2 separate regions of the Zea mays genome follow, and region 1 is linked to region 2. The links are chromatin contacts, called in public Hi-C maps. All regions are on one chromosome and are shown on one strand. Each heading gives the region's core, a stretch centred on a gene start, on an enhancer-like site or on the middle of the called end of the contact. The rest is flanking DNA. Distances are from core to core; before and after follow the strand shown.

Region 1 (5,587 bases), core at 244-2,743, 130 kb before region 2:
ACATGCTTTGCTTGTTGGAAACTGAGCGCTAATAGTATCCCTCACTATATTATATATGGTTGGTGACGAAGGTCTGTCGCAATGCCTCTTGCTAGTTGCTGCTAGTATCCAAAGGCGGAAAAAAGGGCGCAGCTGTCAGTCAGTGCTGCAGGCATCAGCTGCAGTAGTGTAGTACATGGATGGGGTCATATGGGTGGCCAATATCTATCTATTCTCCTTGACAGCTTTAGGATGCGTTTGGTTGAATGTACAAAGAGGGATGAAATGAGACGGTCATGTTTTTTATAGTGTTTGATTGAGAGTCAAGCGGGAGCGAGGTGAACACCAGAGTGATTTTTGGGAGCGGCGTGATCCAAAAAATTAAGGGGACAGTGGCGCCCCCGACTCATCCTACTTTGACATCAAACCAAATACACCCAAAAATCCAAAACAGTTTACTATAACCCAAGCGGGGCCAGACGGGAGGGGTACTAAAGCTCGAGTCCAAAGCCCTTGCAGTTGCATTGCATGCACCAAAAGCTACCAAAGGCCTTTTTTTTAATCTCCATCTCCCTCTTTTCTCTTTTCTCTTTCTCTCTCTGGCAGCAACAGTGCCATGCATCGGCCTCCGTGCATGGTCGCATGGAGGAATGATGCGGCTTGTTCGCTGCGGCTTGCTGCGGCTGCAATCCGGCTGCGGCTGCGGCTTCTACAGTATTTTTCTCTCTATGGATTGCAGCTGCAGCAGTCCAAACAGCTGCAACAGTGTCGGCTTGCAGCCTGCCGAACACGCCCATGGCTGTTAATGGCCTGGTTACTGCTGCTACAGAAACTATAAGAGAGAGCAAAAAAAAAAACCCTAGTCCTTCTGTACTGTTCTCTCCTCTCTACTCTGCTATCTGCCCGCGTCATTTAGCAGCACAAGAAAACGTCGGTTTCCAAATAAAATGGGGTGGATTGGGATCCAAATCCTCTAGGCCTAGCGGCAAATCCGGACAAAATCCAAAACTTTACAACAATGTAGTTGCAGTATCGCTCGATCTTGCTGCTAGAGACATGCCGCTCATCCTGATTTTGCAGAGCAGGATCCTACGTGATGTCGGCACGAGTACTACTGCTGCTGCTGGTAGGAGCGAAATTGTCAACAAGGGTTCTTGAATGCACCTGCACCTGCTGCACGTCCAGGAAACAAACAGAGCGCCAGTATTAGGAGGAAGAAGGAAAAGGACCACCAACAAGTGAACAAGTGGCTGTGATTCTGTGCTCAAACAGAGAACAAATCTATCACCCGTGCCGACAGATTCGAGCGGTCCATACCATACGGATCACGCTTGTAGTTGTTTCACCAAATGAACACCAGCGCTGTGATGCTAGCTAGCATTCGGCCCCTTGGTTTGCCTCCCGTTTCCCATTCGGGCCCTTTTTTTACTTCCGTTTGTAGTAGAGCGCACGGCCTCTTCAGGTAAGAAGAGCCCATTGAGGGTTTTGGGCCTCCAATACGCACATATATTCGCCACATGGTGACAGTTGTAACATGTAAACATAGGGCGTGTTTGGTGTGCCGCTTAACACCGCGCCACACTGTGGCGCGGTAACACGCCCATAGACTCTCTATTCTCGAGAATTAAAAAACAAAACAAAACAAAACAAAACAAAAAAAAATACTGTTTTTCTTAGACGGACGCGGAAAAAATCCTAAAATTTAACAAAACTGCTGTGGTTCTTTTTAACGGATTCCTTACGACCCAATATGATCCAAACGGCACCTACGTTTCATTTTGGTTATTTTGAGATGGGTTTGACCAATGATATTTTACTACTAGTAGGTTAAATGTAGTTTACACTCACGGTACACCAATGTATCAGTGGGTGCAAATTGGCGCAATGTCTCGTAGACTTCCTGGATCCAACAAATTGCTAGGCGCATATAAGCTAGTCTACCATCTTATAAACTACCTAATTGGATGGAAGACAGTGACGGATCCAGAAATTAGCTAAGGCCCGAGCCGAAGCGACCATAAATTCTAATGGTAGCATATAAAAAAATTGTACGGCGAAACAACGTTGTCATAGATATTAAAGATGATATACAAGTTATGATGTAGCTCCTTCCAAATATATCATGTCGACATCAACATCAGTGCTTCTTGCTCCAGAACCTTGAAGGAAATCATATTAAGAACGTGACTTGAAAGGTAATGTTGAATAAATTTAATAATATTAATAATTGGTACATACCACTAGTACGAGGTAGATTCACCTTAGGTAGATTCACCCTGTGGGTTCTCATGCCTTGAAAATAATCCAATATCTTTGCATCATCAATGCTTGTAAATATATCCCTCTCAATATAACACACCATACGATGGTTAAGCTATTCGTCTCCTGTCTTATTCCGCAACTCAGTTTTAATGATATTCATAGATGAGAAAGCTCTCTCCACATATGCTGTTGCCACTGGTAAAATCAAAGCTAACTCAATGAGACGATATACAAATTAGGACCGACGGGTGTGAGAGCTGGAGAAAAAAATGATTGCAATGTTCTATGCCTCTTCTTCATTTTGATTGTTACTGCCTTACACTCTGAGGTGAACCCGAGATCACAATCACACACACAGAACTAAAAATTTGACTCGCCGGCTGTTCATTGCAGACAAACAGCGGAAAGCACGGTTAGCACAAGGCACGAGTAGTCCATGTCTGGAGCGAAGAAATCAAGAAAGCGAAGCCGAGCGAGGAGCTACATACCTACAGTATGCAGGCTGCAGGGATTGGGCTGGGGCGTGGCGGAGAGGCGCCCAATCGCTAGGCGCGCGCGGCAGGCTGGGCGGCGCCGGCTCGACACTTGGCGGACGCAGACTGGGCTGCCGGCTGGGACGCTACTGCGCTGGCCACTGGGCAAGCGCTCGGCGGACCCTGGACGCCTGGACTGGACAACACCACAGCGGACGGGACGGCGGACGACGCGTGGCGCGGCGGCGCACTGGGGGCTGGGGCGCGGCGAGCCGGCGAACTAGGGTTCGCGCGCGTCAGTCCGTCACCAAAGTGTAATATATCAAAAGACAATGCAATAAAGATGTAAAGATAGTATAATAACTTTATTACATCATCCAGACATAAATGTCTTAAATAGTTTCGTCATCAAAGTACAGCGGATATAACATGGGTGATCTTCCACAGAAAGATGACTGACGCATCGTTAGACTTAGTACTCGTCAACATCTTCGACAAAGTCTTCTTCATCACCCTCTGATCAAAATATTAGCAAGGGGTGAGCTCACTTATAGTCGGGGCTCAACAAGTGGGAGGAGTAGTGCAAGTTTAATAAGGTAGTCTATGGATAAGCGGTAAGCATTTTAATTAGTGAATATTTTATTAACAACACCTTACTTACTAATTGTAAGTGTATCCCAAAATTCCCAATTAGACATAAGTACATGATTATATCTCAAAAACACTTAAGTGAAACCACTTAAGCAAACAATTTATAAATCATCGAATCACGATTTATTTTCTATCTTTAAGTTCAATTATCATGTGAGGGTCCAGGTTGCTCTTAACCATGAGCACGACTGACATATCAGTTTTACACTCTGCAGAGGTGGTACAACTTTATCCACAAGCCATGCATCCCATCTAGCCTGTGTTGTATGGACCCGTAAACACTGCCGAGGTGAATGGCTAGGGATCAATTATGAGGCTTTCACAAAATATCCTTAGTACAAAGCCACCCGCTAAGGTTTTCACGTCAGTATTGATGGCCCTCTAGGCGAGGTGACTTAGCCAAGTCTACCACCCCATGTTAACATTAGTTGCCACCAAACCACTGTCGCCCCCTCTTGTCCATCTTTCAGTTAGGTTTGCTAAGCACTAAGTCTATAGAGCTAATTACCAAAGCTAGAGCCATTATAACACTCGTGGTTGCACTGTTATCCTAGGTGGTCACTCCATGTTCCATTTAATTCGAAATGATCTTGTTTAACCATCGGGTTAACATCATAATACAAATTTTTATTTCCGGAACAATAATATCATTTAAAGAGTGACATCATAATTATCAAGTTGAGCAGTAGCATAAATTGCTAAGCATAGTATTTATCTCAGGGTAATCAAGGAATAGGGTCGGTATTTCTAGGAAATCCTATTTAGGCAAATCCCATCAAAGTATGCAAATATTCAAAAAGTAAACATTATTATATGTATTACTTGGGTACAAACAGAAATGCAGAGAGAGAATCCACTTGCCTTGCTCAAACGTGTCCTACAGATCGTCTTCGAACGTATTCGGTTCTTCTACCACACAGTCAGCTTCTAATATAGATTCGCATTTCGTACATACAAAAGGAAACATTCACCAAATAAATAAACATACATCATTACATGAATAACATTCACCATCTCTACTACTATATAAGAACCTAACATAGACCGCGGTGCACGGTTCTGCCTATAGGTGTACATTTGGGTTGGGTCTGATGGGCCGGCCTGAAGCACAGGAAAAAAGCACGGCCCAGGCACGGCACAACTCGATATATCGGGCCGGATTCGGGCCGAGGTCGCGACCCATGGGCGGGCACGAGCACGATCCGTTTAAGGCAGGCACGAAATGGCCCATATAGAGGCACGAAAAGACCCATATATTTATTAAAATCACACTTCATTCCACACTTTCATGTACTTGATAAAGAACACAAAGCTAGATATAATGTTAGTTAGATGTTTTTTGTAGCTTTGAATTAGAGTATGTGATGTAATTTTATTTTTGTTATGAATATTAGATAATGAACTAAACTTACGAACTTTATATAGAGATGATTATACTCTTTTTATTTCTAACAAAATGATTTGTAAACGAGGTAGTCATTGCATAGCTCTGGTAACTTAATACAAATATTAAGTTTGCTTTTGGTCAAATTTATTTGTCTTATCTTTTATTTGTTTTATTAAATTTGTTTTGAATTTCGGGCTCTCATGTGAATTTGGGGCCAAAAATTGAATTTTGGGCCCTAATGTGAATTTCGGGCCGCCCGAAATGAGCCCGACACATTTAAGCAATTACGGACCGGGCCGTGGGTCGAGGGCTAGGCACGTGGGCCGGCACGACCCAAAATTTAAACGGCCCGGCCCGGCCCGAAATTCAAACAATACGGGCCTTTTTGGGCTTGGGCCTGGCTGGGTCGGGCGGCCCGAATGTACACGTATAGTTCTGTCTCCTCACGACGCATACGACCCACATGTTAGTGTCTCCCTTCTTCCCCGTGCACGCCCTCCCCCACTATCCCTGCATCTGCATGGTCCTAGCCACAATCGGCCATGGAAGGAAAAATCATGTCACTGCCACACAAGGAAACACATCCCCTCGCCGCTATCCACGCCTCTTAGCAATCCAGCACGCAGGTATCCCATCGCCGACGACCCGCACGCGTAGGACCACCCTGCCCAATCATTCTTCCCATGCACCGCGGATGCCCCACCCATATCCTCTGCACCCCAAACGAAATCCATGCCTTGTCGCCATGGAAGGAATCGCAATCCAATCCCCTCGTCGCTATCCAGTGCACAGGACCACCATCGGCCCGCATCCCATCGCAAGTGCAGGACCACCC
Region 2 (5,913 bases), core at 1,901-4,400:
GGAGCGCGCTTCTGGGCCACTAGCCGACCCTTATCGAACGGGGCACGGGCGTCCACTCGGATCACCCGTTAGCAACTCACTGGAGACACCATGTTCGGCGCCCTCCGAGGGCAACATGGCGCTTTCCCCCCTCCTCCTTGCGGAAAGGCGACGAAGGGGCGTATGATAAAAGTCGAGTCAGTCCTTGACCGTCCTCTCGCTCTGTGCAGAGGCTTGTGGGTTGCTCTCCAAACCCGGCTCTGGCCAAACCGTTGACAGCGTCAACATACCAGCCCGAGAACTAGGAACCTGACCATGCACCCGAGCTACGGTCAGATCGCATGAGGGAACAACGAGACCGGACGAGGCGTCACGAAAGGCACTAAGACCTCGGAGGAGTCAAACCACTCCTCCGAGGCCTCGGGGGCTACACCCGGCGGGTGCGCTCGCGCGCACTCACCGGAACAAAATATAACCGAGAAAGGTCGGTCCCCTTGCAAAAAAGTGCGACAAAGCCTCCAAGCGAGTACCAACACTCCCTTTGAGGCTCGGGGGCTACTGTCAGGGACCATAATTAGGGGTACCCCCAAGACTCTTAATCTCGGCTGGTAATCACCATCAGCACAAGCTGCAAAAGCCTGATGGGCGCAATTCAGGCCAAGGCTCCATCCACTCAAGGGACACGATCTCGCCTCGTCCGAGTCCAGCCTCGGGCAGGAATAGTAGACCAAGGCGGATTCACGCCTCGCCCAAGGGCCTCCTCAAGTAACGGGCGCACCTTCGACTCGCCCGAGGCCCAGCTCGGGCAGGCTTCGCAGTGAAGCAATCTTGGCCAGATCGCCTCGCCAACCGACCGCATCGCAGGAGCATTCAATGCAAGGATCACCTGACACCTTATCCTGACGCACGTTCCTCAGTCTACAGGGCCGAAGTGACTGCAGTCACTTCACCCCTCCACTGACTGACCTGACAGGAAAACAGCGCCGCCTGCCCTGTTCCGACTGCTGTGCCACCCGCCAGGGTGAGGCTGACAGCAACCGAGTCCAGCCTCAGGCGCCATAGGAAGCTCCACCTCGCCTGACCCCGGGGCTCGGCCCCCGCCTCGACCTCGCAAGACGGCCTCCGCCTCGCCCGACCCCAGGGCTCGGACTCAACCTCGACCTCGGAAGACGGTCTCCGCCTCGCCCGACCCCAGGGCTCGGACTCAACCTCGACCTCGGAAGACGGTCTCCGCCTCGCCCGACCCCAGGGCTCGGCCTCAACCTCGACCTCGGAGGAGTCACCACCTCGCCCGACCTTGAGCTCGGGCCGACCACTTCATAGGGGGGGTACATCATTGCCCTACCCCTAGCTAGCTCAGGCTACGGGGAACAAGACCGGCGTCCCATCTGGCTCGCCCCGGTAAAACAAGTAATGATGACACCCCGCGTGCTCCCGTGACGACGGCAGTTCTCAGCCCCCTACGGAAGCAAGGAGACGTCAGCAAGGTCCCGTCAGCTGTGCTTCTACAGGGTTCAAGCGCTCCTCCGATGGCCACGACGCCACATGCACAGGGCACTAGCACCTCTCCGACAGCCACGTCGGCATGTACATAGGGCTCTGACTCCTCTCTGCTGGACACGTTAGCATATCGCTATACCCCCCATTGTACACCTGGACCCTCTCCTTACATCTATAAAAGTAAGGTCTAGGACCCTCGTACGAGAAGGTGGCTGCGCGGGAGGACGGGCTGACGGACAGACTCTCTCTCTCCCTCGCGAACGCTTGTAACCCCCTACTGCAAGCGCATCCGCCCTGGGCGCAGGATAACACGAGCCACGGTTCCCTTTTCCCCCCTTGTGTTCCATCTCGCGCCGACCCATCTGGACTGGGACACGCAGCCACAATTTACTCGTCGGTCCAATGACCCCTCGGGGTCGAAATGCCGACACTACTTTCAAGGTCTAAGAAATTGTAAGACGAATTTACACTTGAGGGTCGAGACGCATGTTGTATACTTGTATTAGTCTAGTATATAATGTTATCTACTTATCTTACTTTTTGAAAAAGTTGATGTTTTCAATTTTTAATGTAGTATTGAGGATGTTAGTACAAACGGTGTGTAATTACAAAGATATATATATTTTTATAAGACTATTCATTTATTACTTTTCTAGCCACAATGTTCTATATAATATCCATGACTAATATTTAAGCTATTTGAATTAATGTGTTTCTAAAAAACTATGATATATCTAGTAGTATACTGCTATAAGATTTCTAGTACTATTATATTAGAGCATGTTTGGAAGAGCTTCCAAACCGGTTCCAGCTTCGCCTCCTGCAGGGCCCTTCCAAACAGTCTAAAAAAGAACCCCTAACAAAGAACAATGAGTAGCTGGAGCTATTTTTATAGAGAGTAGCCGGAGCAAAAAAAACTAGATTATAGCGGCTCCTCTGCTCCCTAGTTTGCCCTTCTCTTGTGCCAAGAGAACCGTTTTGTCAAACAATTTGTTAAAAAACACTAACTTTTATAGAGGAGCTAATATTGAAGAGAAGTCGGAGACATACTAAACTGACCCTTAGTTAGCTTGAAGCATAAACCATTTTAAATCCACAATTGACTCATTTATTAACCTTTTAGGACATCTTCATCAGACCGATAAATGATCATGCAAAACACTGTTTTACACAGCAAATTGTACTGTTTGTATAATGAAGTTTGAAATATGAAGTAAAATATGGAGGGATAACGAGAGTCCAGAGATAGTCTTAGGCGTCGTTCGTTTCGGCCGGAACGGTCTATTCCTAGCCTCTTTCCGGGCGGGATGAATCAACCCGGTTTAGAATCCGGCCCAGTCTGTTAGAGCCGTTCGTTTTAATCTGGACCAGAAATAGACCCACCTGATTTAAATTCCCTTCGCTCAATTCTTGGTCTGGAACGAGTCCTGATGAGCTACCTCCTGGATTGGTTCCTGGGCTAGTGACCAAAAATTAGTGACAACACATGTATCACTCGATTCTGAGCTGCTTTCGATTCTGGCCTGGTTTGGACGCTGGCCTGCCGAACGGGGCTCGTTTGGGAGGCTCCAAATCGGTCGGTTTACCGGCCAAAACCCAGCCTCCACACACCCAGTGTAACATAAGACTCGTCTTACTATTTTGGCATTTGGAAGTCCACGGAAAGGGAAGCTTGACCCCGGTTCGGGGCGGTTTTCACAGGGAAGAAAAACACACCCCGGATGGTCGGGCACGTAAGCCCCGTCTCGTCCTCCAGATATCGGCCGCCACCTTCACCTCCACCGCCCCGGCGCACGTGCGCGTCTCCATCGTCGCCGCCTCTCCTCCTTCGGACACGACTGACCTTCCACTGGCGCCGACGAAGAAGACACATAGGAAGAAGCTCACCGCCAAACCTCATCCAGATCCAGTCGCTACCCTCCGAAAGCCGCATACGGAACGTCTCGTCTCTTCCTTTGGATCCGGCAGCCGGTGCTCCTCCTCCGGATCCGGTGGTCAACTCCATCACCCCCAGCTCCACCTCCCTTAGTCCCCCTCCATCCGCCCTCACCCACCGCTTCTATATCGCCACCTCTCTCGTTGTAGAAGACACTGAGGATCTGGTGAGCTTCCACCTTTTTATCTTATTCAGTTTAGATCTGTTGTCTATATTTGATTCTCGTTATGGAAGAAGCTGCTAGTGCTTGCTTGCATCATCGCTGAGGATTTGCTGGTAGAATAGATTAGTTTGATCGGTGCATCCATGCGTGTAATCTAAACTTGCAATCTAGAACTCCACCTAGAAATCTTTCTGTTTTGATTAGGTCTTTTCTGATAAATTGATCGGTGCATCCGTGCGTGCAGTTTAAACATAGCTTAGTTTTTTTAAACAGTGCACTTCAGGCTTAATTTTTTAAACAGCGCACTTTAGGCTTAGTTTATATTCTTGTTCCTATTAAGAACTGAGCAACTAGCCAAGCTGAGATCAAGTTACAGTTTACTAAATACTGGTATTTTAAAAAGGAACCCTCATGTAGTTGTGAGAGTAAATTTCTTCTTGTACCATAGTATATTAGCATTTCTTGGTTTTCAATTATATGTCAGTTTGCATTTCTCACAAACACATGCATTTATTCTCTGGTGCTATCAAGCTGATGCATCTTTTGATGAGCAGCACTGTGACTATGGTCATACTATTAGTGCTAGATGCTGAGTTACTGACAACAATAATCTCATCTGCTGTTTGGTGTGGTGGTTGTGTCAATAAATTTTTTTTCCGTCACCAACAGAGCAACTGCGATTTAGCAAGCGCTGCGCAATGTTGATGACCTCCATTTTCAGATTACTTGTTGTTTCTAGACCCGAAGAGTGTAGCTTCTAGTAATTATTTGTGCCTAGCTCTATATTTTTTCTTTAAAGAAAAAGGAAGAAAAGCATTAGAATCTTTCACGCTGAATTTAGAAGAAGCTCTATCATCAAACAATTTTTTATTGAGAAATAATTTTTCCAAACTTTTTCGAGCAGTTCTCTAGAATGAACTATGGAGCTGAGAGTTAAAAAAGCAGATTTTCTCATTTAGTTGATGCATGGAATCCTATATGTGTCACTGAGTTTACTTTAGAGAATTACAGAGAATCAATCTCTGATGATCAATGAATCGCCATACACAATGAACACAAGCAGGAAGAGCTCAACCAATCTGTCTCTTGCTAGCTGCTAGGGCTACTGTTTCCATTTTGCAGACTTTTTGATTTGTAAAATTCTTTTGTTGGTGCAAAATAGAATTTTTCTAAAAATAATTAAATATTTATATTGTCAAATAAAAGCACCAGCAATGGTACCTCCATGTTCATGTTTATAATTATCTGTGATTCTTGCATATTTCAATTACTATACTTATTTGTTAAGGTTAAGAAGTATTATCATGTGACCTGCCTTTTGTCCGTCTGTACTACTTGTTCGTAGATGTGCATGCTTGTCCCTCTTGCACTGCTTGTCTGTTACCTGCAACAATCTTTGCCAAACGGACACAGGGAACCTATGCCCCGCTGGACTGCACTACACGTGGGACAGGTAATGCAGGTATTGCCCCCGCTGGTTGTGGCTGGCCGGTGTGCAATTCACCAGGCTGCCAAACGAGCCCTTAGGATGCACCGACAAGTGTATCAGGTGCCAGGTGGTCTGGGTTTTCATTTTTAACCCACGGCTCGATCTAATAATCATGAAAAATATCTGATCCACCCTAACAAAATTCTGGATCGAAAAACTCAAAAAATAGCATCAGCGTCCACTCTGAGCGATCTGAACCCAACCGATCTAGCTCTGCTCGCCAGATCTCACGACGTCGTCACTCATCCCCTCACCTCTGTCCCCAGGCCATCATCATCCGTCGCCCCTCACTCGATTTCCCATCTGCCGCTCCCTCCTGGTCTCTGAGCCGCTGATCGGGTCTCCGACGCAGGGAAGTGAAGCCGTTCCGCCGTGAAGCAGCGCCACCCCTTGCCATCCGCCCGACCGCTGGGAAGCAGGGCCCACGTCTCCAAGCTTCCTACAGGAAGAGCCTGCGCCCCTCCCAAAGGACAAAGGTAAAACCACAAGCCTACCCCATGTGCCTATATTAGCTGCCTCATGTCAGCCATGACTTTTTTTTTCCTACCATGCTTATGCTAAGGACCCAGAGATTTGTTTACTGTCGGTTATAGCATATATATATATAAGGGCCAAATTGCTCCCAAGGTATGCCCTTTGACACTGGTTGAGTGGTTGTCATGTGTCTACAACTAATAGGTCACTGACAACATGCAGCTGCAAAATTCAAGAAAGTATATGTTTGCTTGCTTCAATGAGTTCAATATCTGTTCCCTGAATTTAAGATCTATGATCCACGGTGTTACTTATTGTTGTTATGGTATTGGGACAACAAATTCTAGTTTGTACCAATTCAATCGGTCATGG

What was found. Hi-C and Micro-C count contacts between places; a contact is called where the count stands out from the background.
Region 1: a Hi-C map of tassel shows a contact between it and region 2, with 4 times the contacts expected there. The contact joins the enhancer-like site here to the promoter of LOC100283594 in region 2. A contact is called at or near these places in 5 of 25 Hi-C or Micro-C datasets (ear, leaf and tassel).

The regions. Positions count from the first base shown.
Region 1 is chr5:142,726,692-142,732,278 of Zm-B73-REFERENCE-NAM-5.0, reverse strand. No RefSeq gene overlaps it. Among protein-coding and RNA genes, the nearest start is that of LOC100275689, 19 kb to the left of the region's middle. Within about 2 kb of position 1,493, at least 16 of the 20 cell types and tissues checked have an H3K27ac peak or open chromatin away from gene starts, as enhancers often do. A contact at or near this core is called in ear, leaf and tassel, where this site is marked.
Region 2 is chr5:142,600,311-142,606,223 of Zm-B73-REFERENCE-NAM-5.0, reverse strand. It overlaps LOC100283594, which reads left to right and starts at 3,150. Exons shown (of 9, transcript NM_001156495.1): 1 at 3,150-3,581; 2 at 5,334-5,543.